Linked DNA regions of Macaca mulatta: region 1 is linked to region 2. Evidence: chromatin contacts called from public Hi-C data. All regions are on one chromosome and are shown on one strand. Each heading gives the region's core, a stretch centred on a gene start, on an enhancer-like site or on the middle of the called end of the contact. The rest is flanking DNA. Distances are from core to core; before and after follow the strand shown. Region 1 overlaps LRIG1 (leucine rich repeats and immunoglobulin like domains 1). Region 2 overlaps SLC25A26 (solute carrier family 25 member 26).

The links. A called contact is a pair of places that touch in the nucleus more often than the background predicts.
Region 1: a Hi-C map of blood shows a contact between it and region 2, with 2.9 times the contacts expected there. The contact joins two enhancer-like sites. A contact is called at or near these places in 3 of 14 Hi-C or Micro-C datasets (CD4 T cells, blood and fetal cortex germinal zone).

What each region holds. Positions count from the first base shown.
Region 1 is chr2:130,039,121-130,042,634 of T2T-MMU8v2.0, reverse strand. All of the region lies in intron 1 of LRIG1 (leucine rich repeats and immunoglobulin like domains 1), which reads left to right. Among named protein-coding and RNA genes, the nearest start is that of LRIG1, 11 kb to the left of the region's middle. Within about 2 kb of position 1,349, at least 6 of the 40 cell types and tissues checked have an H3K27ac peak or open chromatin away from gene starts, as enhancers often do. A contact at or near this core is called in blood, where this site is marked.
Region 2 is chr2:129,808,959-129,812,721 of T2T-MMU8v2.0, reverse strand. All of the region lies in intron 5 of SLC25A26 (solute carrier family 25 member 26), which reads right to left. Among named protein-coding and RNA genes, the nearest start is that of SLC25A26, 48 kb to the right of the region's middle. Within about 2 kb of position 1,846, at least 5 of the 40 cell types and tissues checked have an H3K27ac peak or open chromatin away from gene starts, as enhancers often do. A contact at or near this core is called in blood, where this site is marked.

The DNA.
Region 1 (3,514 bases), core at 100-2,599, 230 kb before region 2:
TTGGAAGTTTTGAAAAAATTGGCATTCATTTTAACTGTGTTTTTCCAAAGGGCGTTTTGGTAAGCTATATATTTACAGATGTTTATTGGGCACATACTGTGTGCACCCTAATTTGTATGTTCTCAAAATACAGATTTTTTTTTCTTTTGTAGGAGGTGTTTAGCAAGCTCTTTTGTGCCGCTCATTTGCCAGAATGTGCAATTCTGATTAACCTTCCACTTTCTCCCCATAGCTCTTACTTGGGTGGTTTCTACCAGGCTATTAATTGTTGATTAAAATCCATTAGTGAACAAACATAATTAGAAATGGACTAGATCATTTAAAAAGTGATGTCTCAGATACTGTTGTTTAGTAGAGGAATAATTAGCCATTGGTTGTAGTTAAGTCATGAGTCTGAATTGAGTTAACTATTGTTTACTTTGTAAGGCCTGACCCTCCAGCTGTGGCTACTTGAGGCTGCTTTAAATAGAGTTAGAGGCAGCCTGTAAGAAAATCCTCAAAAAGCAAAGAACTAGGTTCCTGGAACCCTCTGTGCTTGATTTAAACTTCACACAGATTTGAAAATGCTTTCTCCAAGTAGCTGCTGAAAGGTTTGTTTTACTTTATAAAAGTCCGTAGTTTAATTTCTCCTCAGTCTGGTACTTTGTTGGTGAGGGGGCTCCTTTAGAATGGATTTTGTGCTAGCTGCAGCTTCATTTAGGAATCTGAATGGGAATTACTAGTCCTCCAAATTCCATTCACTTTATCCTAGTTTTTGGAGTGACTTCCATCTTCTATCTGTGAAAATCAAATTCCAGGTAGATTATGGAGTGTTCAGTGGCTTTAAAAGCTGTCCAACATGGTCAGGTTAAACTGGTGGGATCTATGAAGCTTAATTAAATTTATATGATATCCGATTAGACACCATTTACAGTGGGTTCTCTGTTTAGAAAAGTGGAAGCACACTCCAGTGCATTTTTTAAAATTATGGGGCAGAAAAGCTTGGTATTGAGAGAGACTATGAAATTCAGTGCTGTTTTGCAAATTGGGAGAACACCATTCTTTCATCTGGTTTTAGCAGTGTGGTGGTACCTTGACCCAGCATCATGCCTCCGTCTTAGTTTTCGTTTTATTTTGAATTAAGAAGAATTTTTCTGTGTGTCTGTGGTTTCCTCCCTCCACCTGGGCTGGTGTGAGTTTCTGGCACACAAGCTCACAGTGCTTGCAAAACTTATAAACAGTCAGAAGAGCTCGTTGCTTCCAGGAAGTGGATTGTTGATGCAATGAAGTGATGGATGCAGAGGCTGCCGCTGGAAGGGAGCAGGGTTTCCTTCCATCTTGGAGGAGGGGAGATCCAGAAAACAAGCTGACATGGCCTGTAGTCACTACGGTCTGCCTCATCCCAAATTCCTCTGATTGTTTTCTCAGATTTGGAGTCTGTGTAGGACTCTTCGCTTTGGGTGGTTTGGCCTTATCCAGGGCTGTGCTTTACCCATTAGAAAAATCAGAGTCTTCTGTGGAGATTTTTGGATTCTTTCACAAGGGCATTTGAAACAATACTTAGAAATGAGTAAATTATACTCAGTTCCTTACTATCTTAAAATGAAGATTGCTGACCTTATTATTTACTTGGGGGAAACTTTATGAGAAGTCTTGGTGCGCAGAACGTCTTTCTGGACAGAAAGGAGACCACGTTTTCACGGAGTTTCTTAAAGGGGTGCGTGACCAAAGAGGCATAAAAATGATTTACCTGAGAGGAAAAAATTAATTTTCTTAAAGTCATGAAAGTGGGGATGTGGTAGAATGGGAAACTAGCTCATGGCTGGGCCTCAGGAGACGTTGGGGTTTTGTCCTAGCTCTGCCACTGATTGGCAGCATAACCTTGGGCTAGTCACTTAATTTCCTGTCTGTAAAGGGATGTATAACTTCTAAGACCCCTCATTTTTAGGTTCATGATTCTATTCTAATTGAAGCAAAAAGGGAGTAAACTTACATTTCATTGGATGGTAAGAATTAGTAAATTGATCTGTGTCTAGGATACTTACTTAAACGTTCTGTGTGTGTGTGTGAGAGACACACACACAGGGTCCCATTCTGTCACCCAGGTTGAAGTGCGGTGGCTATCCTCCCATTTAAGTCTACCAAGTAGCTAGGACTACAGGCACTTGCCACCACACCTGGCAAGTTTTTGTTTTTTTTGTTTTTTATTTTTGAGACGGAGTCTTGCTCTGTCGCCCAGGCCAGAGTACAGTGGCGCAATCTCGGCTCGCTGCAAGCTCTGCCTCCTGGGTTCACGCCATTCTCTTGCCTCAGCCTCCCAAGTAGTTGGGACTACAGGCGCCCACCACCACGCCCTGCTAATTTTTTTTATTTTTATTTTTAGTAGAGATGGGGATTCACCATGTTTGCCAGGATGGTCTCGATCTCCTGACCTCGTGATCCGCCTGCTTCGGCCTCCCAAAGTGCTGGGATTACAGGCGTGAGCCACCGCACCTGGCCATACCTGGCTAGTTTTTATTTTTTGTAAAGATGGTGTCGTGCTATGTTGCCCAGACTGGTCTTGATCTCCTGGGCTCAAACGATCCTCCTGCCTTGGCCTCCCAAAGTGCTGGGATTACAGACATTAGCTACCATGCTGGGCCAATGTTTGCTACTTCTGAGTGAAATTCTCAGATGGATACCATAAGCAGCAAAGAGATAAAAGGGTGTGTGCATGCAGAGTCTCAATGAGGGACCCTTTTGTGAGCCTTTAGATGTTATTGAGGAGGAGTGAATACTCCACAAAGAAAGGGGTGCTTTCCTTCATTTTTACCTGCTTTTTCCCTCTGGCCCAAAGAAAACTATGGAGGTTAGTGCAGATCCACTTTAGATCTTTGATTTAGCTTTTTAAGAACTTAGATAAAAATTTAAAAAGAAAAACAGGAAAATAAATTACAGGCATGTTTTCCCAAAGAGTCCTTTCTCAGGGCCACTGCAGGCAGCATCTTTCTCAGGCAGTCCTTCAATGAATACTTGCGATAAGTAAAGTTGTAAGTGATGCTGGGAAACTGCCTTAAGGACTGGATGGGCCGCCTGTCACATTCTATAGTCATGGCCACAGGAAGGGCAGCTACTCACTGCACTGCCTGTTCTTTCTGGGCCAGCTTGCCATACCTTTTACCAGGGAGATCTTTTGTGTGTCCCCTTCAAGGTGGAAACTCAGCCAATTAACGTGTACAGCCTAGTGGCTTCTTTTTTCTTTTTTGAGACAGAGTCTCACTCTATCGCCCAGGTTGGAGTGCAGTGGTGTGATCTCAGCTCACTGCATCCTCCGCCTTCCCGGCTCAAGTGATTCTCTTGCCTCAGCCTCCCAAATAGCTGGGATTACAGGCGCCTGCCACCAAGCCAGGCTAATTTTTTTTTGTTTGTGTTTTTAGTAGAGACAGGGTTTTACCATGTTGACCAGGCTGGTTTCGAACTCATGACTGACCTCAAGTGATCCACCCACCTCAGCCTCCCAAAGTGCTAGGATTACAGGCGCGAGCCCGGCTGTGGC
Region 2 (3,763 bases), core at 597-3,096:
ATTATACCAGTATGCTGTTTTTCCTACAGAAGTAGCCAGTGAATATAAAATCAACTGCAGGTTGCAATTTGTTACAATTATAGAGATGCCTCTCAATAAGACATTTGAATACAACGCTTTCATTATAGCAGGAAAGCTTTACAAGCAGTAACAATTGTCTGGCCTCTCATTCAAACACAGCAATTGTTAGTCATCAACAAGTCTGAAAGCAGACAGATCAAGGTTGCATCCCCGTTGAAGAACCTAACAACCTAAAGGCAGGTTTAATTTCCAAATCTCCTAGCAGGCTATACTGCTATCACAGCCGCCTTCTAGAACTGCTGTAAAGGTACAAAGGTATCAATGAGAACAGTCTATGCAAAGTTCCTAGCACAAATGGGCAAACCTGGACTCAGATTAGTAAACTTGTCAGGAGCAGATGGGTGGTAAGGGACAGAGCTGCATTCCACACTTAGGTGTTTTATCAGTCCATTCTCACAATGCTATAAAGATACTACCTGAGACTGAGTAATTTATAAAGGAAAGAGGTTTGCCTCACAGTTTGCATGGCTGAGGAGCCTCAGGCAACTTACAATCATGGCAGAAGGCAAAGGGGAAGCAAGGCACGTCTTACATGGCAGCAGGAGAGAAACAGTACGAAGGGGGAACTGCCAAACACTTTTAAAACCATCAGCTCTTGTGAGAACTCTCTCACTATCATCAGAAGAGTATGAGGGAAACCGCCCATCCAACCACCTTCCATCAGGTCCCTCCCCTGCCACGTGGGGATTACAATTCAAGATGAGATTTAGGTGGGGACACAGAGCCAAACCATATCAGGTGTCCTTCACTGTTAATGCTCTTTCAGTTACCAGAGTACTAATCCTCCTAGTTAACATTTCCTGAGCACATACTATGTGACAGGCACTATAGAAAGCACTTACCCTGGATCCCCTCATTTAATTCTCACAAGAATATGGGGAAGTTTCAAATCATCAGTTCACAGGAAAGTAAATAAGACTGTTCTCAGATATATGTTACTATGTCCACTCTTACTTGTAATTAAAATTAGAACTACAATGACATCTTTTTTTTTATCTTTAAGACTGCTAGTCCATAGATGAGGCAGGGGAAAACAGAAAGCTCCTACGTTGTTGGCAAGTGTCAATTGGTACTTCCCTAAAGGGCAATTTGGCATTATCTACCAAAATTACAAATGCCCATACCTTTCACGAAGTAATTCTACTTTTGGTATGTAACCTGCAAACATTCAACCATGTATAACGTGACACAGGAACAGTATCACTCACCGCAGCATGTCTGTAATGTCCACCAATAGGGAAATGTTAAATAAACTATGGTTTGTTTACACAATGGACTACTATGCAATCATTATAAAAGACAGTGCTCTTTGTGAAGTGATATAAATCATCTCCAAAATAAAGTAGGTTAGAAAGCAGCAAAAAAAAAATACAGAAGATCTAGGATAGAGTGGCTCTGGAAAAACACTAAGGAGACTTATATAACATGAGTGTTTGGGGGAAGGCACTGAGCAGGCAGACAGCAGAACCGGGAAGGAGACTTTGGAGGACAGTCCTTGAAGCTTGATTCCTGAAGGTTCCCGTTTCCAGCCACTGGATTTAGGGGAATCCCTGCTGCTTAGCATGGATATTAAGGGAAAACAAGTCTGAAAAGCTGCTATATCCACTTTTGAGTAAACTAGTAAGAGTGATGATTTTTGCACCTAAAGACTGGGGGCTTCAATGAACTTACTGAACAGATTGAATTACTTGTTTGGCGTGCCTGACTGCCTGCAGCAAAACTAGGGTGGGGAGAATAACCCTCACCTATCTCAAAACTCTTCAGGAGCATCTACCAAAAAGAAGCCAGGAGTTACTTGTTATTAAAATGGCTACATCTTGCCATTGGGACAGCTCCAACCAGCTTCTAACCTTCAGGTTTCTGCAGACAGGAGTCAGACACCAGCAATTTATCCTCCAGACTCCAGGGGACACATGCTGGGCTCTTTTAAGGGCGTTTCCCAAATTCTCCACTCCAATCCCTGGCAAACAGCTGAGAGCAAGAGGTTCAACTTCTCCCCCAGGCAAATACCCCACTTTGTGCTCTCTTGAAGGCCCTCACTTGGCTTGCACTCTCTATGGTTATGAAAACCCCAATTCTGCTTCAACAAGCAAGCCACACACATGTACTTTCACACCCTTGTGGTTCTGCTCTTGCTGTTCTGCCTATATCCTTAACTACTTCTAACTGCCACTCCTTCAACAATTAAGTCATTTTATGCTAATTGAGCACCACTCAAGCATTGCTCCTTCTGTAACCCCAGCTGCATCTTGTATATACTTATCATTACAGTGCTTATGACACTGCACTGTAAAGTGTCTACTTCCCTCTTTGTTTCCCTGCCAGAAAGTGAATCCTTCAGGCAGAAGTGCTCCTTGTAGTGCCCCAAGACCCAGTAGGCACTCCAAAAAGGACTGCTGAGTGAAATTTGTGGACAAAAAACATTTGCTAAGTTTAACTGATTCCCACTTCTTTTGAAACAATTTGCTTTACTCTGCTTTCTTCCTCTATAAAAAGTCCTTCTAATTTACGTCCAAGAGTATGAGGCTGCTCTCCATAAAATTTTCAGGCCAACTCCATCTGAAATCGTGCTGGTTATGAAAGCAGCTATGATTTTGCTCCCCACCTTCATCTTACTGCAGTAATAACACTGCACCAGCATGCTTGAGCACATTTAATTTGGCAAAGATCATGAGAAAAATGAACACTGAAAGGATGAGGTAAACAGTGTAATCTGCTGACCTTGCTTAGACTCCATCTAAAATTCACAGTAACTAAAATAATTTCAGAGAATGTAAGGGATAAGCATGCAATCCCCACAAACATCAAATGCAGGGGGAAGAAAAAGTGTGACAACATTCACACAATCTAAAGAACACAGAATCTATCTTATAATGCATGGACTCAAACTTCAATCTCATTCTAATGGGCAACTGCTAGGGAGATAAAACTAGTTTAAGGAAAAAATTGCATACAGAATAAACATATACGTTTCCAGGTGATTCTCACTAAGGTTTTTATGTATTTTCTTATTGAAACAACAAACACGCTCTTGGCAAAAAGATTTTATATTGGTGCCAGAATAAAGTAAGAACCTAATGCAAAAAAATTCTGCTTAAAGCAGATGTTATCACTTCTTATTTTTCTCATTTTGAGAAGCAGCTATGTTTCATTCGGCAATAATTCTTCTCTCATTCTATCAGAGAATCTGTACAAAAGCAACACCTCAACTAAAATCAAGTCTGAAGGATCTTTTATAAATACGCATAATGCAGAAGACCTCAATTAAATTTCCAACAAAACGCTGCCATTTTGAGTAAACAAAGTCATCTCAGTAAGGTCACACTACTTTCAAGGATTGCAGGCTAGAAATTAATTACTAGCATGACATATGTCAAAACAAATTTTTTAAAGAACAGAACACAGCTGCAATCATGTGTTTATCTGTTTGTATGCAAAACCAGTATTCTCCAGCATGTAAATATATTCATTTATTCAGTATCTCTCAGAAAAATAAAAAAGGCTTATTGCCTCGCTCTTTCCTGCACCCAGGTGAAATCTGAGTAAGTAACACGTTTAGAAAGAAACTAAGTACAGAGTGTATATACAGTATGGGTGCTATTTCTCAAAGGCACAAGTCATCGCCACAGAATTAACTAATTTTGAAACATTAAGTTTGCCTTAAAAATAAGTTCTTCAAAGA